Regions from separate parts of the Mus musculus genome. Here all the other regions are linked to region 2. A link is a contact called in public Hi-C and HiChIP or PLAC-seq data. All regions are on one chromosome and are shown on one strand. The core of a region is the stretch at or near the end of the contact, and the rest is flanking DNA. Distances in the headings are between cores, read along the strand shown. Region 1 overlaps P3h2 (prolyl 3-hydroxylase 2). Region 2 has its middle 37 kb from the start of Tprg. Region 3 overlaps Lpp (LIM domain containing preferred translocation partner in lipoma).

Evidence for each region. A called contact is a pair of places that touch in the nucleus more often than the background predicts. HiChIP or PLAC-seq counts read pairs in DNA pulled down with a chosen protein or histone mark.
Region 1: a Hi-C map of pro-B cells shows a contact between it and region 2, with 4 times the contacts expected there. The contact joins two enhancer-like sites. A contact is called at or near these places in 7 of 39 promoter capture datasets (the 3T3-L1 cell line, 3T3-L1-derived adipocytes, hippocampal neurons and 3 more), 7 of 484 Hi-C or Micro-C datasets (3T3-L1-derived adipocytes, B cells, cerebellum and 4 more) and 1 of 115 datasets of contacts at active chromatin or transcription factors (large pre-B cells).
Region 3: a contact with region 2 is called in an H3K27ac HiChIP or PLAC-seq map of large pre-B cells, with 3 times the contacts expected there. The contact joins two enhancer-like sites. A contact is called at or near these places in 2 of 15 datasets of contacts at CTCF or cohesin (the NIH/3T3 cell line and large pre-B cells), 11 of 484 Hi-C or Micro-C datasets (the 63-12 cell line, the C10 cell line, the HPC-7 cell line and 6 more) and 3 of 115 datasets of contacts at active chromatin or transcription factors (bone marrow-derived macrophages, fibro-adipogenic progenitors and large pre-B cells).

Annotation. Positions count from the first base shown.
Region 1 is chr16:25,957,472-25,960,171 of GRCm38.p6, reverse strand. It overlaps P3h2 (prolyl 3-hydroxylase 2), which reads left to right. Exons shown (of 15, transcript NM_173379.3): 15 at 1-888. Among named protein-coding and RNA genes, the nearest start is that of P3h2, 150 kb to the left of the region's middle. Within about 2 kb of position 1,296, at least 67 of the 459 cell types and tissues checked have an H3K27ac peak or open chromatin away from gene starts, as enhancers often do. A contact at or near this core is called in B cells, pre-B cells and pro-B cells, where this site is marked.
Region 2 is chr16:25,248,059-25,250,758 of GRCm38.p6, reverse strand. No RefSeq gene overlaps it. Among named protein-coding and RNA genes, the nearest start is that of Tprg, 37 kb to the left of the region's middle. Within about 2 kb of position 1,293, at least 81 of the 459 cell types and tissues checked have an H3K27ac peak or open chromatin away from gene starts, as enhancers often do. A contact at or near this core is called in B cells, pre-B cells and pro-B cells, where this site is marked.
Region 3 is chr16:24,642,169-24,644,868 of GRCm38.p6, reverse strand. All of the region lies in intron 5 of Lpp (LIM domain containing preferred translocation partner in lipoma), which reads right to left. Among named protein-coding and RNA genes, the nearest start is that of Mir28a, 180 kb to the left of the region's middle. Within about 2 kb of position 1,313, at least 12 of the 459 cell types and tissues checked have an H3K27ac peak or open chromatin away from gene starts, as enhancers often do. A contact at or near this core is called in pro-B cells, where this site is marked.

The sequences.
Region 1 (2,700 bases), core at 47-2,546, 710 kb before region 2:
AGCCCATTCACACCCTCAAGCACACACCGCACTGAGTCACAACACCCACACTCTTCATGTCACACCAGTAAACATGCAACAGAATTTACACTACAGAAGTGCACACAGGCCATGTACACATGGCACAAACTCCCAAATACGCCACACATACATAAGACAAACATAAACATACAGAAACACATACCACCCAGATACACAAACACTACATGGCACACACACACACACACACACACACACACACACACACACACACACACACACAGTTACTTTGCAGCATATTCAGAATATCAACATGATCAGCCTGCACTCAGCACCCCACAGCTAGAGTGTGCCCCGAGGTCTAAAGATAGGATGTGAATTGGTCTCAGGCTTCTATGGTTTGCTGCCTTTCCCCCATCACCTTTCATGGTTCCATTGGCTGAGAGTTCAGACTCTTCACAGCAAGTTTGCCTTGTGTCTACAGGAGCTCCCAGGACACAGTCTGCCAAGTCCCAAGAATCACAGAGAACAGCATCTTTCAGGCTTGAGGAAGCCACCACTGGATTAAGGACTATGGCACGGGGTCCCCTTGGGTAGAATGTTAGGACTGGTGTTTTCAAATGAAGTTCTGATTCCCCTCCACAGTGCTCTGTAAGAGGGGACACCTAAACAGGGGTTCCAGCAGTGTAGGTTCACCCCCAGTGGTGATGGAAGAATGAATACCTTAAATTGCCCTGCCCTAGGCACTATTGCTGCTGGAGAGGGGCTCCTGCTGGTATAAATTCAGAGCTGTTTCTCACAGGCTGCACCTCAATGGCTTCTGTTGGGCAGCCTCCTCTTCCTGCTGCTGTCAGCTCACACAGGCATGCTGTGTCTGAAGTGTTTAATAAAGGGATCCTTGTTACAGAACTTGTCTTCCGATGCACACCTATTTTATCTTCCAATGATGTTTTTGTAACTATCTGGGACAACCCAGGAACACATGGACCATGACAACTCTGCCAGCAGACAGTGGTCTGCAAGAAAGTGGGTAACTTGCTTTGGAGGGAACAAGACTGGCTAGCGAGCTGGAGTGTTAATTCAGAGAACTCAAAGACTTCGGGGTTCACTGCAAAGGCTCTGCTCTCAGACCACACCCACTGTTGCAATGTGCTCCAGTAAAGGGGGAGGTTCACTTTCTGCCACTTGTGATCTGGTTAGGGCTAAGAAGACTTTGCTCGGTGGAACTGAGAAATTCAACTTCAGTGCTGTGTGCTGTTGGCCTACCACTGCCAAACCAGAATTCAGGATGTATCTCTGCCGTGGAAGACTGGGCAAAGCTCTCAATTCCCGGGTGACCTAAAGCAACTAACTCGCTTCCTCTTTCTGGACTCCAGTTCCTCTTCTGAAAATGGTGTCATTCATTATAATTGTTTCCAAAACCCTATGCCTTCCTCAAGATTCAAACTGAACATAAACCAATAGCAAGACTAATATTAGAAATATTAAAAAATACAAGCAAGTTTTTTTCTGCTAACATCTGAGAGTGGCAAGTGACGTCACCACAGGGCTACTACAGGGCTATGAAACTTTTACCCCGACTTTAGGGTTGACAGTTCGTGATATGTGAAGCAGTTAATTTGTTTGCTCTTCACTGCAAAGCACTTGCTGGCACAAAAACTCCATGATAGACAGATCTGGGCAAGGATCTAATTTCTGTTTTCTGGTTACAAGACATCAACAAAGAAATCAGACCTTGGCTCTGCACAGTTCTTGTTTCCTGGGTGCGCTCGTGCCCTGGGAGAGGCAGCAGCTTCAGCACAGAATGTGCCATCCAGCCCATAGAAAGTGGGTAAGCGCCTCAGTAGATGCCGCCACTGTTGTGTGCGATCCCATCGTGTGTCACGCTGACAGCAGGGAGTGGTTGTTCCCGTTCTGCTGGTTGGCCATGTTGCTTTACACCTGGAACATCGAAGATCTACTAAAGCATTCATTTTTTTAATCTGCTCCACATCAAACCATGCATAATTTCATTCAAATATTTAGGGAGTGCCATCGAATGACTTAGGAAAGCCAAACTCAGAAATTAGAGTCTATATGTTAAATAGTCCTGTTTGCAAATAAGTGGAAAATCCCATTCGAATATTTGTAGTTATAAGGGCTGAAGAAAGCCAAAGAGATTACAATCCAGTTGCCTCTTTCACTTTGGGCAAAAACTGAGGCTCCGACATGATGCTGTGATGACTGAGTTAGAGCAGACAGGAGTAGGACTGAAGCCACCGCTGTTGGAATAGGGGATGCAAGAATGCCTTGCCTGTGAGGCTGAAATCTAGATGCAGGGCTCCCTCTACCTAGAGAATTTGTACGTTTACCTCTTTGGCCAAAGATGGAACTTGCCTCTCTCATCCATGCCTCTGCAGGTCTAGATCCTTCCACCAGGGCCACCTTTTCCCTTGTTTACACACATGGACCCTAAGCTCACAGCAGAGTAAATAACAAAGTCTTACTTTTTTATCACTTAAGGACCATTTGTCCTTTCCTTTTTCAAAGTTCTATATTTCAAAGGCTGGTTTTCATCATCATAATACTGTATCGAACAGATATAACACTAAATATGGTCTTTCCTGGAGAATGCACATATGTTCTAAGCATGGGATACAATGCCCATTTAACAGTGGAAGACAAAGAGAGCCATGAACACTGTAATGACTGCCTGTAGACACTTCCTTGACTTAAGAGCAT
Region 2 (2,700 bases), core at 44-2,543:
ATTATGTATCATTTAATGTATCATCTATTAGGCCATCTGTAAGACATGGATGATGACAGGAAGGATTCATTGGCTGGCTTTGTTTGTTTGCTTGCTTGCTTATTAAAGAGAATGCTGGCAACAGGTGCTTCTTGTTCCAGACATACAGCTAGACTGTTGTCCCATCCTCATTTCACACATGAGGAATGCAGGACCCAGTGGGAACAGGTGACTCACCCACCCTCAGACAGGAAGCCAGGGCACAGCTGCCTGACAGAAGTTCAGTGTTGCAGGGATCCCAAGGGCCAAGACTCAGGGTGAAATCAAAGCTGTGTGATAGCTAACACCAAATGTCAATTCGACCAGAACTTGAGTCGGTATGGAAACGATCCTTTAAATAAGTCTAGATTTGGTTCATTGAGGTGGAAAAAGACACCCTGAAAGTGGAAGGTATGATTCTATGGGCTGGGGTTTCGATTTGAATGAAATGAGAAAGTGAGGTTGAACATCTTTCATTATGCCTGCTTCCTGATTACAGATGTAATAGGACGCATCGCCTCCTGCACCTACCCTGCCACCATGGCCTGTGTACTCTGGAACTTTAGGTCTAAATTCATACTTCCTCTGTAGGTCACTTTAGCTGGGAATTTTATCACAGCAGATAGAAAAGCTACTAGCGTAGGTTGGAAAGGAAATGTGGAGCAAGTAGTGAACCTGTGTCAGTCAAAACCACCAATGTCAAACACATGGTGCAGGTAACTTTTCCCTCACTGCCTGTCCCCTATGTCTATCAAATGGAAATTATGCATTTGTCATTTTCAATCACCTGACTATATAGTTTTCCAGGTCCCATCTACTCAGCTCAATGACCTTAACACACACCAAAACATGTACTGGTAAAAAACATTTTATGTTGCTATCCTCCAGCGATTAGATCTATCGATGTCATCGTCTCTCCTATGTGCTTTCTAAGTTCAGGGGCTTACGTTGTGCTGGACAAGCATCCAAGTGACAGCAGATGTAGTTGGCCTTCCTGAGCTTGCTTCATTCTACCTCCCATGGTTGGAGTTCCCATCTTTCCGTAGTCTCTGTTTCTTGCCTCCCTGTTTCCACAGCATACAGAGTCCAGACCTTTAATGGCACTCAGGCTCCGACACCGGGTCCCATTCGTTCATTCCAATTTTCCATGTTCTTCTTCCTCACATATACACTAAATTTTAAGCTATACCCAGACTCAGTGTTAAAGTCTAAATTCAGGAGGCCAAACTGGCTTGTCTACCTAGTAGGAACCACTAGAATGTTCCTCTGTTCTGCCACACCCTCTCAGTCTCAGACTTGCCCTGTTGAAAGCATCACCTTCCTCGTAGTTTCAAAACACGTGCCCTTGCCTTCCTCCTACCTCCTTAGATGGCCCTTTGCCAATCTCTCTCTGTGCCCTGGAGTGTGAGCCTGGAGGAACAACTTGCATTACTTGAGATGAAATTAGATGCAGATGCTAGAAGGGAGTAATACTATAGAAAGAAGCAGAAGAAAAAAACAAACCAAGCATACAAACAAACCACCAGCTTTTGGCTTCCGATGAAAGTATGTCTACATAGCTTCAAATCAGAGCTGTGCGGCTGGTTCTCCAGAGTAGCACCTGGAACGCTGTTTACCAACCCTTTCTCTTGTCTGTTCAGTTGCTTGCGATGCTTTGAAGTCTGCAAAAACTACTATCTCCAATCAGAGCTGGGTTTCCTCTCCAGACAGGAAGACTGCCCTTCAACAGAGAAGCTATGCTTCTATTTGTGGTCTGACTATAGCTATGACTCATCCAGTCAAGCCAGAGGCTGTTTTGATCCTTCGCTGTCCAGAGTCTGTTTACAGTTGTAATTTTCTCTCTTTCCTTTCGTCTTGCTCTCTCCACTCTTCTGAATTATCAGAAGAGTCATACACATTTGACAAGTAGAACCTGTACAGGAGAGAGTATTACAAGTGAACACACTTTCTCATGACACCCACAAATAAATGCTTGTGTTTACAGGTCTGATGACGGAGTTCCAGTAATGACTTGGCCTTTTTTTTTTTTACTTGATTAAATATTCCCCTGGGCCTGCCAGTCTGGACTTCGGTTATTTAACGAGGACGTTGGAACACAACCTCAAGACGTCTGCAAAACTGACCTTTTCTTAAGGTTTACTCCCAGAGCAAAGTAAAGCTTGCGTTAGACTGGATGGCTCCGGGATACCAGTTTGTAATTCACGCTCCTCAAATCCCACCAGAACCACGGAGAACCATGGGGCATATGATGGAAATTCCACGTTGCACTTGGAGAAATGGAAATTAAAGAGGAGAAGGCAACTTGTCACAAGTCACAAGAGTAGTCACAACACAACAGTGTCTCACTGAAGGGCTTGCACTGAACATCGATCAGCTCGAGGTTGACTGTCCACAGTGTACAAACTTCCTGGGTCATTTTATGGCACTGCTATGCACTCTCTTCTCTTCTGCTCAGGAATGTCACTGGCTAGAGGGACCATGGACCAGAGCAGGTAAAATGAAAGACAAGCACAAAACTGACCTATTTTTTTAAGAGCTGTCTTACTGTTAGACTTGGACACGATACAGAACACTCTTAAGAGCCATGAGTGATCTGAAAGTGTACCACCTCAGAGGCGCCACACCTACCTCCTCTCCTCTAGACCTTCATTTTCAGACCATTCTCTACAGTAGAGTTAATTC
Region 3 (2,700 bases), core at 64-2,563, 610 kb after region 2:
CAAAGGATTCTGATGCTGCCCAGGATAGGATGGTCCACACCAGAATCAGGGACCAGAGAGCTACTTTGTGACTTTAAGGAGAAGATAACAAATGGAATGAGAGGTAGAATATATCTAGCAGATACATGCAACAACAAAAACAAAAAGCAAGCCACCCTATAACCATATTTACTTCTTTGGACATGTTACAGCTGACACTAGGTAATACAGAATATGAGCCTGAACTACCCTGATGATACAGCTGGGAATATTAAGCTTGTTTGGAAAACCTACAAAGAGTTTCACAGAAACATTGGCAATAACATATCACTTCAGTGTATCTGCGTTTGCTAAGTGCCTGATGCTTGACCGTGAAAGAAAACTAGAAAGTCACTGGCTTGAGAAAGTGAAAACTACCTATAACTGCACATGTTCAAGGCGGGGTGAGGAGGAGAAATACTGTGATACAGATTAAAGCTTTGTAAGTGCCAGGCACTTGCTTAATAGCTTTTAAAGACGCTTTCAACACCAATGGTTTATGACTCCGTGACTCAAAATGTGAGGGCGAATTAACAGCAAAGAGACAGACTGTTTCCAACCTGAGTAGCCAGAAAATAGCCCGATGTTATGGCAGGGCAGTTAGCCTAACTGCAAGAAGGCACTCATTGAGCATTTACCATAACACATAATTCTCTAGGCAAGATCAGGCAAAGAGAACTCAGTAACTCGTGCTGCTAATGACTGACCTCCCTCATACCAAAACCCCATGGCCATATTGGAAATTAAGCAATTCAGTAGTTGTTTTCAAAGTAGACTCCCAGCGTACAGTATTTTCCACGTGCCACTCAGTTGTCACAGGGGAGTATAAAGGACTCCAGACCTTTGGAAATTCCCCCCAGGAATCCGTGAACTTCCTGTATAGAAACAGCTTCACCTTCGAGCTTGCTGGTTGCCTAAAGGTTTGGTGGGTAGAAAGGCATGAAGACGAGCGAGTACTGGCTGCCCAGGCCAAAGGCAACTGAGATGGAGGTGGTGCAACAAGAAACCTGAAATTGAGGTGTACACATTTCCATCCTTTACAATAAAAACCAAGGAAAATACCAAATTACCAAGATGGAAAATTCCCACCGTGAGCAACAAGACTGAGCAAGAAGAGAAAAACAAGCTATGCGGTCACGGGAAACACACATCCCCCTGCTAAGAAAACACACATATTCCCACGAAGAACTCTTTCCTTCTGAATAGAGCTAAAGGTGCAAGAACTAGTTTGATAGAGACATTATATTACCTAGACAAACCTGAACTGGATTATCTGTTTGTTTATTAGATTATGGCTTTAGGCTCATTGTTTCCTGCTAAGAGCCCTTGACATGAGCCGATACACACATTCCTTGGAAGGAAGGCTTTGTGGTTGTATTTTATGGTGCTTAGGCTCTTGAAAAGACTTGTGAATGCAGTCACCCCAGAGGATTAAATCTCTGGGGCCACCTCATTGGGAGGATCCAGTTCATTTCACACAGCCTCAAATAGGACATATGAGCTTTTTGCACCCAACACCAACTTATTCCCTGTGGAATTTCTCATAGTAACCCTCACCCGCTGATCTTGGTCACCACCCAAACACCAGATCCTGGGTGCCAATAAATTGGAAATCAAAGCAAGGTAAATTGGAAGTGAAAGTCAACTAGGTTTCACTTCTGTCTGGCCACCCAAAGGGGAGAAACGCTGTCCTGGCATTTCTGTCAAACCATCAGGCAAAATCGTTCTCCCAAAAATAAATACCAGAGTGTATCAACCACAGCTTCTGACTCTATATAACAAACAAACAAACAAACAAACAAATGATGTCATTCATTTACCATCTACTTACTTTGTTGATCTCTTCATTTTAATAGGAAAGCTTTTGTTCGTATGCCTCAGACTGGATTGGAACGAGGCTATGATATAGAAATCTTCTGAGGACAGGGGTCTTAACATTCTAGGATTCCCAACAACTTCTCATCCCAAGCCAGCAGGGGCATAAACATGAGAAGGACACATTTCTAGAAACAGCACTCCTGACAAAGCTCTCAAACACCTGTGGCCTTTGTTTCTCTGATATTCTAGGGATTGGGCGGTGTTGTACTCTTAATCCTCTCGGTTATAAAACAAGTCTAAGTGTTGATCTTCTGTGCCAGCGAGGATTTATCCTACAGAGTTTTCTGTTTTGTTTTGGTTTTTGGTGCCTACGTTAAAAAAAAAAACAAAAAACAAAAAACGAAAGTATCTTGAAAACAAAGTATCTCAGTATCTTATTGATTACCAATACAGGCCAATATTGTTTGAACTAAGCTTAGAGAAAGCAGTAAGACACACCTGAAGACTGGTTCCTCCAGTTCCCTAACTGTCCTCTATGGAGTCCATTCTATCGCCACTGGACAATACAAATTTGTTTTAAATGGGATGTTCTAAACAGCCCAGCATGCGATGAGCATGGGAGTCATCGCCTAAAACACAGAGAGTCGATGGAACTAATTGTAAATTCTACTTCATGTTAATTCATATAAATTAGATATAAACTAAAACTCAAAATCATGACTAGCAGCTAGCATATCACATGTCAGGGAATTATCTCTACTACATAAAGAAGATGACTCATTCCATTTTCCAAGGACAAAATTCATGTTTGGAAAGTATGAAACTCAACCCGTTTTTTGTCAAAATTTCAGTATCAGAGAGTAT